Regions from separate parts of the Pelodiscus sinensis genome. Here region 1 is linked to region 2. The links are chromatin contacts, called in public Hi-C maps. All regions are on one chromosome and are shown on one strand. Each heading gives the region's core, a stretch centred on a gene start, on an enhancer-like site or on the middle of the called end of the contact. The rest is flanking DNA. Distances are from core to core; before and after follow the strand shown. Region 1 holds the start of ZNF326 (zinc finger protein 326). Region 2 holds the start of KYAT3 (kynurenine aminotransferase 3).

Region 1 (5,266 bases), core at 895-3,394, 310 kb before region 2:
TAATCAGCTGTGAGCCCAGAGGAGTGAGGAGAGGTTTCATGTGCTGCTCCTGCCCCCAGCACAATTCCATTGGCTGGTTTCCAGCCAATGGGAACTGCATTTTACAACCCTGTCCTCAGGCTCATAGCTGTTCAAAAATCACGTCCCCTGCAGCCAGTGTGCGGGCAGGCAGGGAGTCTGTTTGAGAAGGCTACTGGCTGGGAGTCAAGCAAATAAGTCTCCCGGCCAGAGCCTGTCTCTGGCACCCCAACCTTACATAACCCAAACTCTCTGCCTCAATATTCTGTACTCCAATCCCTTGCCCCAAGTCACAACCCGTTCCTGCCCTAGGTCATAGCCCAAAACTCTGCACCCCCTTCTCCCAGGTCATAACTCCCTGCCAGACCCACCATCCCCCCCTTAAGAGCCCCTCCCTCAGGCCAGAATCCTCTCCTGCACATTTATCCCCTTCTGGCCCCTGAACCCCAAATCCCTGCCCCCGATCACAACTCCCTCCCTCACCGTAACACCCTATCAGACCCCACACCTCCTCCTGCACCTCAGTCCCCTACCTCAACCTCCCTTCTGCACCCAATCTTTGTCAGGCCCTGCACCTCCTCCACAGAAGTGCAGCCCTTGAGCACTTGCCAAAACTTTGGAGTGCCCCCCCGCCCCCATTAAAATGTATTGTCCACCCCGGTCTAAATACTGGTCTGCTTGGCGGGAGTGGGGAGTGGCTCCACGGAAGCAGTCTGTGCAGGTACTGCTTCCCTGTCACTCCCACTGTGACCCATGGGAACAGCTGGGGGCAATGCCCAGAGCCTCAAGGGGCACCCAAGCAAGCTCCTGCACTCCCTCCAGAGCCCCCCCCTCCAACTCCTACCCCAAGCCCACTCCTGCACCTCCCTTTCAGATGCCACACCCAGCCTGCTCCTGCATCTTCCCTCCCTTCCAGACTCTCCTCCTGCACCCAACCTCCTGCCTATACCCCACACCTCAAGCTTACTTGTGCACCCTACCTCCTGTCTAAACCCCATCCCCAGCTCACCCCTTAGGATCTGGGGTGGAGTTTGAGGGTAGTACGGTAAATGTCTTTTTTTTCTACTTCTCAACCCCAGGACATATCTCTGAGGATTTTTCCCTCTTGCATTTTAGGGCCAGGCCAGTGAGGGTGGGGTTTTTTGTTGGTTTTGGGTGTTGCATGTGGCGTTCCCCCAAACTGATTTTTCTGCAGGTAGCCCGTGATTCAAAACAAGGTTCCCCAACACTGATATACAGTAAACAAGGAATTGAGTGCAGTATCCCAAATAATGTTCTTTTTTTTTTATTTTCCCTCCCATTCCTTGTGATCTCAACTCCCCCCCCCCCTTTTTTTTTTTTTAGAATAAGCAAAGGTTTGTATTGATATGTCCAGGCAGAGACTCAACTTTTTCCCAGCCAATTACAATGAAGCTGGATCCTAATCATATGTTTAGCTATACCCATTAAAACACAGAACTGCGTTATCACCGCTAATGGCTTTTCAGACACATCGCTTTGGACCGGACGTGCGGCTCACTCGGGACGTCCAAGCCCATCAAACTGTTAACTGGTTAAACTTGGGCGGGACTGCTCAGGAGGGCGCCGGTTCAGCGGTTACCTCGGCAGCCGTGCGGGTAGGCGACGGGTTAAATGACCAACCCTCCCCATCCCTCCTGCGCACACCGGAAACTGAGCCGCTGCGTCTAGTCGGCTCTGGGCGGGCCCGCGTGGATGCTCAAGGGCTAGGCCGCTCCTCTCGCACAGCTGGGGCCTCAGTCCCCTCCGCCCGGCCCCCGCGCCCAAGATTCTCCTCAGGGCCCCTCGCTGCCCCCCGGCACAGACCGCCCGCTCCCCAGAGCAGGGAGGCGGGGCGCCCGCTGCCCGAAACAAAGCGGACGCTGCCATTTTGAGACCGAGGCGGGTCCTGAGGAGGCGGCGGCCGGACCCTCCCCTCGCTCCGGGGGGGGGGGGGGGCGCCCTCACCTTCCCCGTAATCCATAATGGCGGCGGCGCCCGGGGCCCGGGATCGGTGAAGGCCTCCTTAGGACCACGACAGCGGCGACTCCAGCGTCTGTCAATGGCGCCTTCAACCACAACGAGGCTGGGCGGGGCCCGGGAGCGGCACAGAGGACGTCGGTCTTCGATTGGACACGTTAGTGACGTCACGCGACGAGCCGGGCGCGTGAACACCAGCGAGCGGGAACAGAGGCGAGAGACAACGCAGAGGGCGCCGCCATATCTGCTTCGGGAATCACTCGCTAGCGCATGTAGGTCACTGGCTGACTAGGCAGCGGCCATTTTGGTTTCTGGTGGCGGCCATTTTTGAGGCTGGCACAGAGCCTGAGCGCAGGCTTGTTTTCTAGTAACTAGCTTTTCAGCGGGGGAGGGGGGAATTAACTTTGATCTTTTAGGCAGCTGGCCTGTGGGAGGCCGCTGTATTTACTACAGATCTCAGCTGCTGTGGTGCCTAACTGCCAGCCGCATAAAGCTGGACATTTCTCACAAATATTCGTATAAGAGTCAGTCCCCGTTTGCTAAGGGGGTAACTTCCATCCACTCCCAGCCTGGTTACAGCTGTTAGTGGATATAAATAACTCCCTAGTTCAATACACACACAGGCATCCCAGTGGCACAGCCACAAGGCAACACTTGGGTATGGCCCAACTTCAGGTGGGTGGGCAATGAAAGGGGACAAGGAGGCTGGGGCCGCCTCTCCCCCAACTGCTGGATGGGGGGGCGAGACAGGCTGGCCACAGGACACTGGGTCCCAGGGATGCACTAGTGAGCGGGTCTGTGCACAGGGGCCCTGTTCCACACAACTGCCGGCCCTCCAGCCTGAGCGAGGGGTCCCAGGTGGTTTTTAGCCCTTCTCCTCCCAATTTTAAGCCCCGAGCAGTGTAAGCGCCTGCTTTCCAACCCCCTCTCTGCAGCTGGCAAGCTCCTGTGCCCTGTTCTCATGCCCCAGTTGAAGTGCGGGGCAGGTGGAGCAGGGAGAAGTCCTTGTCCTCATGTTCCTACTGGAACACTCGGAGGAGCAGGGCAATCCCCCAAGACCCAACCCCGCTCCCCAGCTGCAGTGCTGGGTGGACCAGGGTAAGCCTTAGTGCCTCGATCCTGCTCCCCGAGTGGAGTGCCAGGTGGGCTGGTGGAGTAGAGCAAGCACTAAGGCATGAGGAGATCTATGGGTGCTTGCACACTGGGCCTGGATGCCAAGCAACTGGGCCACAGCCAGGATTGCCTGTAAGCTGAGTGCTTGGGCAAGCGGCCACACAGGAGAGATTCAAATGATGCTCAACTGATTATCACAGTGCCCAAAGCCAGCAGCATGTGTTTCTACTGGTAATGTAGAAGAGGGACAGGATATGCCTCAGTGCACATACCAAAAATTATTCTGCACCTGTGTGGGAAAAAATTAGAAGTAATATTGATTATTGTTCACTAATAACTGTGCCCGTGCTGTGTTCTTTTGGTTAGCAAAAATTAGTACCAAATTTAGTCTAAAGGCTAATTTAATTGCTAATCAGTGTTCAACCTTTTTTAAGGAAAATGATACAAATGCTAAACAAGATTAAAATAAGTTTAAATAAAGTTCCTACTTGATGATTTAAATCTGTCTTCACTGATTTTCTTGCTTGCTCACTCCCTCAAACTGAAGAGAACAGTCAGACCCATGCTACATAACTGCAGAGGTGTTTGGAAAGTAGGGTGTTTATTAACATAATATCTTCATATCATATAATACCCTTTACTGAACCCAGTGTTTTTCAACACTGACTTATCTATGAACGCAAGGCAAATTACTATGGCTCTATCCAGTGCCTTTTTTTTTTTAATACAAAAAAAGTGCCAGTACTCCAGGAGAAAAGTTGTTGAGCTCTGACTGGAGGTGCCAGTACTGCGTACCAGGCAGTACCATCACAAAAAAAGCACTGGTTCTATCACAGGAGATTCTTCACCAAAGAATCAATGCCCATAAAACAGATATTAGACAGGATCACAAAGAAAAACCAGTTTCTTGCCATTTCAACCAGAAAGGACATTGTCTTAATGACTTGATCACTTGCATCCTGCTTCAAAGACCTTTTAAGACCACACTTGAAAGAGAATCCACTGAACTGACATTCATGCTTAAATTTGACACTTTACACCTAAGTTTAAACAAAGACATTAATTAACTTACCCATTACAAAGATAGCTTCCCCAATTATCACCTCTAATATCATTAGCTCACAGACATTTACCTTCCTCTCCCACCCCCCTTCTGTTCTGAAATTTGATTTGTCCTTTTCATATGTGTTCACTTTTTTTTTATTGTATATATGGTTGTGCCAATTTTCTTCCACTATTTGATCTGAGGAAGTGGGTCTGGCCTACGAAAGCTCATCACCTAATAAACCATCTTGTTAGTCTTTAAAGTGCTACATAGTCCTGTTTTTTGTTTCAGCTACACCAGACTAACACGGCTACATTTCTATCAGGAGAAGGAAGATGAGACTCATCTTTAGGCCTCTGCTCCTTTTTGTTCTAATCTAAGATGAAAGATTTAGAGCAGTTATAAGCAAGGCTCGCCAAACTATGGCGAGCCCCGCTCGCCAGCCGTGCTGTCCAGCATGTGCAGATCGTCCAAACCTGGCTCTTCCAGGTTGCAATCTACTCGCCATGGGCAAGTAGATTGTATTATTTGTCGAGCCCTGGTTAAAAGTATGTTTTCTGCCCTCAATCTCTGCAATTAAGAATACTTTTGATCTAGATCTTTAGAAGTGGGAGGGGCGGCACATACTATAGCTTTTCTTGTAGAGCAGTCCTATTCTAAAAATGTTTTTAATCTCTGCAGAGGTGTGGGCAAAAAGCATGAAAATTTTCTTCCAAATGGAGCCATCACTGTGGCTCTCTAGTACAGAGGTCTCAGCCAAGGATACAACAAGCTCTGGTGCAGCAATGCTTTCAAGAGCCAAGTATTCAGTATGCAGCCTGTGCACATACCCCTTTGCACATGAAACCCTGTGCAAGCAAAATGTCTGTGCACCATTACTTATGCATGTAAAAGATAGAAGTAATATGTAGGATTAAACTTTTCTGATAAACACAAATATATTATGCACACCCATTATATTTTTTGTCTGCGGTTATTTTCAGATGTAGAATCATACACACAAATGAAGACCCCCTTGAAAATGTGACCCTAAAACATCACTACCTGAAACTCAAAACTTCAGTATGTTAAAAAAAATTCAGTGAGTACAATCAGTGAAACCTCACCGCTTTT
Region 2 (4,952 bases), core at 1,003-3,502:
CAGGGGTTTGGGGAGTGAGGGCTCTCTACTGTGGGTGCAGGCTCCAGGGTGGGGCCATAAATGAAGGGTTCAGTATGTAGGGGGGTGGCTCTAGACTGGGAGATGGGGAGTGGGAAGGGGTGATGGGTTTGGGTTGCAAGAAGGGGGTCTCTGGATTTGGGTGTGTGTCTCAGGGCTAGGGAAGAGGTTGGGGCAGAGGGTTGGCACTCAAGGTTAGGGCACAGCTCCTGGGCAGTGGTGAAGCAGGGTTAAGGCAGGCTCCATGCCTGTTCTGACTCTGTGCTGTGCCCTGGAAGTGGCCAGCAGGTCCAGCTCCTAGACAGGGGGCCCGCTGTGCCCATGTGCTGCTCTCACCAATAGGCACCACCCCAGCAGCTCACACTGGCCACCATTCCTGTCCAGTGGGAGTGCAGAGCCAGTGCTTGGGGTAGGGGCAATGCATGGAGCCCCTTCTTAGGAGCTGGACCTACCAACCTCTTCTGGATGCAGTGTGGAGCCAGGACAGTAGGGACTAGCATGTCTTAGCCTTAGAACACTGCCGATCAGACTTTTAACAGCCCAATCTGCAATGTTGCCTGGAACTGTCAGGCTCCTTTTTCAGCTGGGCATTCCAGTCAAAACCCTAGTCCACACCAGCACTTTTGTAGGAGAAACTTATGTTAGTCACAACTGAGAGCCACTCTCAGAGTATGTCTAGACTGCCATACATACCCACGTGTGTACTTAGGGTCGTGGGCAGGATTGTACATGGATATCTAGCCTATGTTGCTGCAGCTACACTGCTATTTTTAGCAAGTTAGCTTGGATAGGCCTGCATGGGCTACAATTGTATCTTCCTATTGCTGTGTAGACATACCTCCAGAGTGGTTGAACCATGTGGCCCCACCACAGAGAGAGAAGAAGCCATGCAGTCAGGTAAAGGATCCACTCCCGGAGGACAAAATAGAGTCTAAAGTGTAGCTTGTCCTGTGACTATAACAGTTATAAACTTTCCCACTCTCTCAAATTTTTATACAGTTGAATTTATTATATTAAATCATCTTGATTTTACAAGTAGCAAGAGCAAAAAAATAAAACAATAGCATGTTGTAGGAATGTTTATAAAATGTCATAAAAATAGCTCTTCTATAAATATATTACATGACCAACCTCCCTGCTGGTGTGGTGTGACAGAAAAACTTTATTGGCACTTTTTTGCAATTATATGCAACATTAATTTGTGGCTTTGCCATTTGGATATAGCAGCTAACCATCCAAGTGCTGTACTAGTGCTTCTCTGAAGTTTTAGTTTTGTTAGCTTACATTTAAAAACCAAATGTTATGGTTGTGAGAAGAATCTAAATTGTGAACCAAGTTTCTTGATACATTTGGATAAAGAACACTGAGAGAACTTAAATAACATCAGACTTCCATTTCACCTTGATCTCTTCTGCTTATCCCATCCTGCTCCCCATTTTCTCCTTCCTTTTTTGCCTATTTGTGTATGTCTTTATTATTGTCACCCCTTCATCTGAACACATTATGTCTGCAATATCATCTGACTTTATTTTGGCTGGTCTTGCAGCTTTGCATGATTGCATAAATTGATTGGCTATCCTGTGACTTGTGTGGTATTTGGTGCCCCACAGAAGCTGTACACTGTTTATCATTTTGTATTTTTAATAATCGTGAACATTAATAAACGGTTAATTCACACACACAAAACAATCCTAGGAAACCTGAACAGGTAGCAACCTTAGCCACATACCCTACATGCAGGGTACAGCAGTGGTTCTCAAGCTTTTGTACTGGTGATCCCTTTCACACAGCAAGTCTCCCGGTGCAACCTCCCCTCTCCCTTTATACATTAAAACTATTTAAAATATATTTAACACTATTATAAATGTTGAAGGTGAAGGAGGGTTTGAGATGGAGGCTGGCAGCACAGGAACCCCCATGTAAATACCTGGCAATACCTCCAATTTGAGAAGGGGGGAGGGATTAATTCCTTTTTGCCGGGGGGGGGGGGAGGGTGACAGCTGTTGTAGGAGAAATGGGTGAGGTCCCGCATCTGTATGGGGAGGGGGGAGGAGGAATTACATGCCCTGGTTGCAACTTGCTCTAGACTAGAGAGCGGGGCATTTCTCTGCAGGGGGTGGGTCCTTAGGGGCAGTGACGGGGAAGGAGGGAGGGGAGCCGCTCGCGCGGGGAGGGCCACTCACCTGGAACCTGGGGTAGGAGGTCCCGGCCTCGCCCCTCTCTCTGTCCCCGCCCCTCGGGGGGTAGGGGTGGGGGCGCTGAGTCCGGCGAAGCGGAGCCGAGTTGCGTGTCCCCTTCTCCTTGCTCGGGCTGGCTGGGCCGCCGCACGCGCTAGGCGGGAGAGAGGCCGCGCGCGGCCCCGAGGTAAGGAGACCGCGCTGCCGCTCGGCGCCCGTCTGGCCTCGGCGTGCCGCCCAGCCGTGCCTCGGGCTCCTGCGGCCTCCGCAGGGCAAACCAGCCGCTAGTGGCAGGCAGGGGCCTGCACCCCTGGGGGGATCCAGATTCCAGAGAGCTCCCAGGCTAGAGGGGAGGGATCCGGAGAGCTCCCGCCCCGGGCTAGGTGGGGGACATTTCCTACTGTCCTCTACTGTCCAAACTTCGGGGAGCGGGGAGCAGACACCAAAGCTGGAGCTGGATTCTGCCCCTGTCTCTGTTGCAAACAGAGCTCGAAATAGCAAACTGTAATAAGGCTGTAAATCTCACCGGCTGTCCTAACCCTAAATACATCAGTCTGCCAAGTGTAGCGGGGTGGCTGATGGTTTGTGGGCATCCTAACCAAACGGAAACAGAGGAAAGGCATCGTGGCAGATTCAGACCTGACCTATAAGTTAGATTGACTTAGGTACATTGCATGGTGCCTTTTTTAAATTTCACACACTTTCCTCAGCCTGACCTCTGCTAGAAATGCAGCTAGGTCTGTGGAAGAATTCTTCCATCAGTCCAGCAACCAGAAGATGGATGTAGGCCACCCACACAACCACTTCTGTTGACAAAATGTATGTCTTTCAGGGTGTGTCTAGATTACAGTGTTTTTTCGAAAAAAACTTCCCCTGCGTCTAGACTGGTGCCGCATTCTTTCGAAAGTAAATCAAGTTTTTTCAACCACGGAAAACCTCGTTTTAGGAGGAATAACGCCTTTTTTCAAAAGTGCTCTTTTGAAAAAAGGCGCTACGTAATGCAAACTGTGCTTTTTCGAAAGAGAACATCCAGACTGCCTGGGTACTCTCTCAAAAAAGCGGCTTGCTTTTTCGAAAGTATTGGTTGTAGTCTAGATGCTCTTTTCCAAAAGAGGCTTGCAGTCTAGATGTAGCCTCAGAGATGTGAAAAAACACTCCCTTCCCCCAGCGACAGTTTTCACTGACATAAGTGGTAGTGTGAACAGTGCCACCTCGACAGGAGAGCGTCTCCCACCAACACAGTTACTGCCATTTACAGAGGAGGTTTTATTATATTGACCAGTTGACATAGAGCAGCTACATGAATGTAAGTGCTGGAATTAAGGCTGCTGGGGGTATTGCAGCACACCCTGACTTGACATGGTTGCTATTGTATCCAGGGTTTACAGTTTGGTTCAGTGGCTCTCAGTATCCCACAGTATGCAGATTATTCCAGTACATGAGTTATCATACGCTGGTGCAGCTACGTCAGTATGGCTATACTGCTGCCAGCTCACTAGTGCAGATATAACCTTACTCAGCAATAAAATAACCCCTTCCGTCACTCTAATAAGCATCCTAGAGCTTGTCTACATGGGAAAGGTTTATGGCGCGACAACCCAGAGACTGTTCCTATTGAAGTGTGACAAAAGTCGCAAAAAGTGCCCAAGGTTGGTGACAAAAAAGTCAATTTTCATGACTTTTGTTCCTCTTCCTCTTTTTCCTGTTGACAGCCATGCAGTGTGTACTACAAGAGGGTTTGGGGTTTGTTTGTTGAGTTTATTGAGCTCCACAATGGATGTTTCCCACAATGGTCGATTAGCCTCTCTGGCCAGTGCTTTGAACTCTGCTGCTCTGCATCCACGTAAACATGTAAATAGAAATGCGTCCATCCCTTGGCAAGCCTCTGGGAACTTTAAAATCCATTTCCTACTGATTGCCCCAGCATGGTGGGTTCCTCATGCCATCTTTTCAGGGAAACGGGGTGACTCTCACTCAAGATGCTCACTTGCTTGGAGCACCCAGAGATTATGGATCTTATCAGTATGGGATAAAGAATCGGTCAACTCAGGAAAAGATCTGGGGGGACAGAGGGGACCTAGCAAAGGATGTTTTGCAACATTCAATGCTCCAGATTGAGGAGAGGGAGGAAAGGCAGGCCAGGGAGATGAAAGCTAGAACAGAAGTTACTGAGCTAATGGTAAAGCTCATTGAAGACCAAACCAAGACGCTGAAGTGTCTGATTAAGGTGCTCAGCTCATGGAGAATTCTTTACCTAGCAACCCTCTCTCTATGGCCACATAGAAGCCTCCTGAGCAACACATGCAAAGTTCTGTATCCAGCAGCCCTCCCTCCTTGTCCGCACACTCCTTGTCACTGTCTGGTGATGTTTTATTTGCCAGCTTACTCTACCACCACCCCAGCAGTGACTTTGACAGCTGAATGTTAACACAATTGTGAGGTTTTCCTCTACTCTTACCCTCCCTTACCAGCAAGCATTCACACTATGTGTGTGACCATGATTGAAAGAGTTCAGTAAGGATAAAACTGATTCAGGTTTCAATGAGTTTATTTTGAGTGACACTATCCATACTAATCACTTTGGCCCTTGTGGAAGCCTGCTGTATCCCTTGGTTTTATGGCAATGCCTTACTCAGGATGGATAGCGGGATGAGGCAGGGAAGCAATCTTAAAATATAGGCGTGTCAGTGCCCCTCATTGTCAAGGGTTCTTCAGAGCCTCCCTGATGTTGATGTCCATTCTATGAGCTACTCTGAT

Evidence for each region. Hi-C and Micro-C count contacts between places; a contact is called where the count stands out from the background.
Region 1: a contact with region 2 is called in a Hi-C map of an unstated tissue, with 6 times the contacts expected there. The contact joins the promoter of ZNF326 here to the promoter of KYAT3 in region 2. A contact is called at or near these places in 2 of 5 Hi-C or Micro-C datasets (liver and an unstated tissue).

The regions. Positions count from the first base shown.
Region 1 is chr9:32,733,898-32,739,163 of ASM4963464v1, reverse strand. It overlaps ZNF326 (zinc finger protein 326), which reads right to left and starts at 2,144. Exons shown (of 10, transcript XM_075936453.1): 1 at 1,984-2,144. The coding sequence starts at 1,999. LOC142830578 (a long non-coding RNA gene) reads left to right here and starts at 2,129. Exons shown (of 2, transcript XR_012905951.1): 1 at 2,129-2,267.
Region 2 is chr9:32,428,476-32,433,427 of ASM4963464v1, reverse strand. It overlaps KYAT3 (kynurenine aminotransferase 3), which reads left to right and starts at 2,252. Exons shown (of 14, transcript XM_075936439.1): 1 at 2,252-2,382. It overlaps LOC102448694 (leucine rich repeat containing 8 VRAC subunit B), which reads right to left and starts at 2,340. Exons shown (of 6, transcript XM_075936430.1): 1 at 2,202-2,340.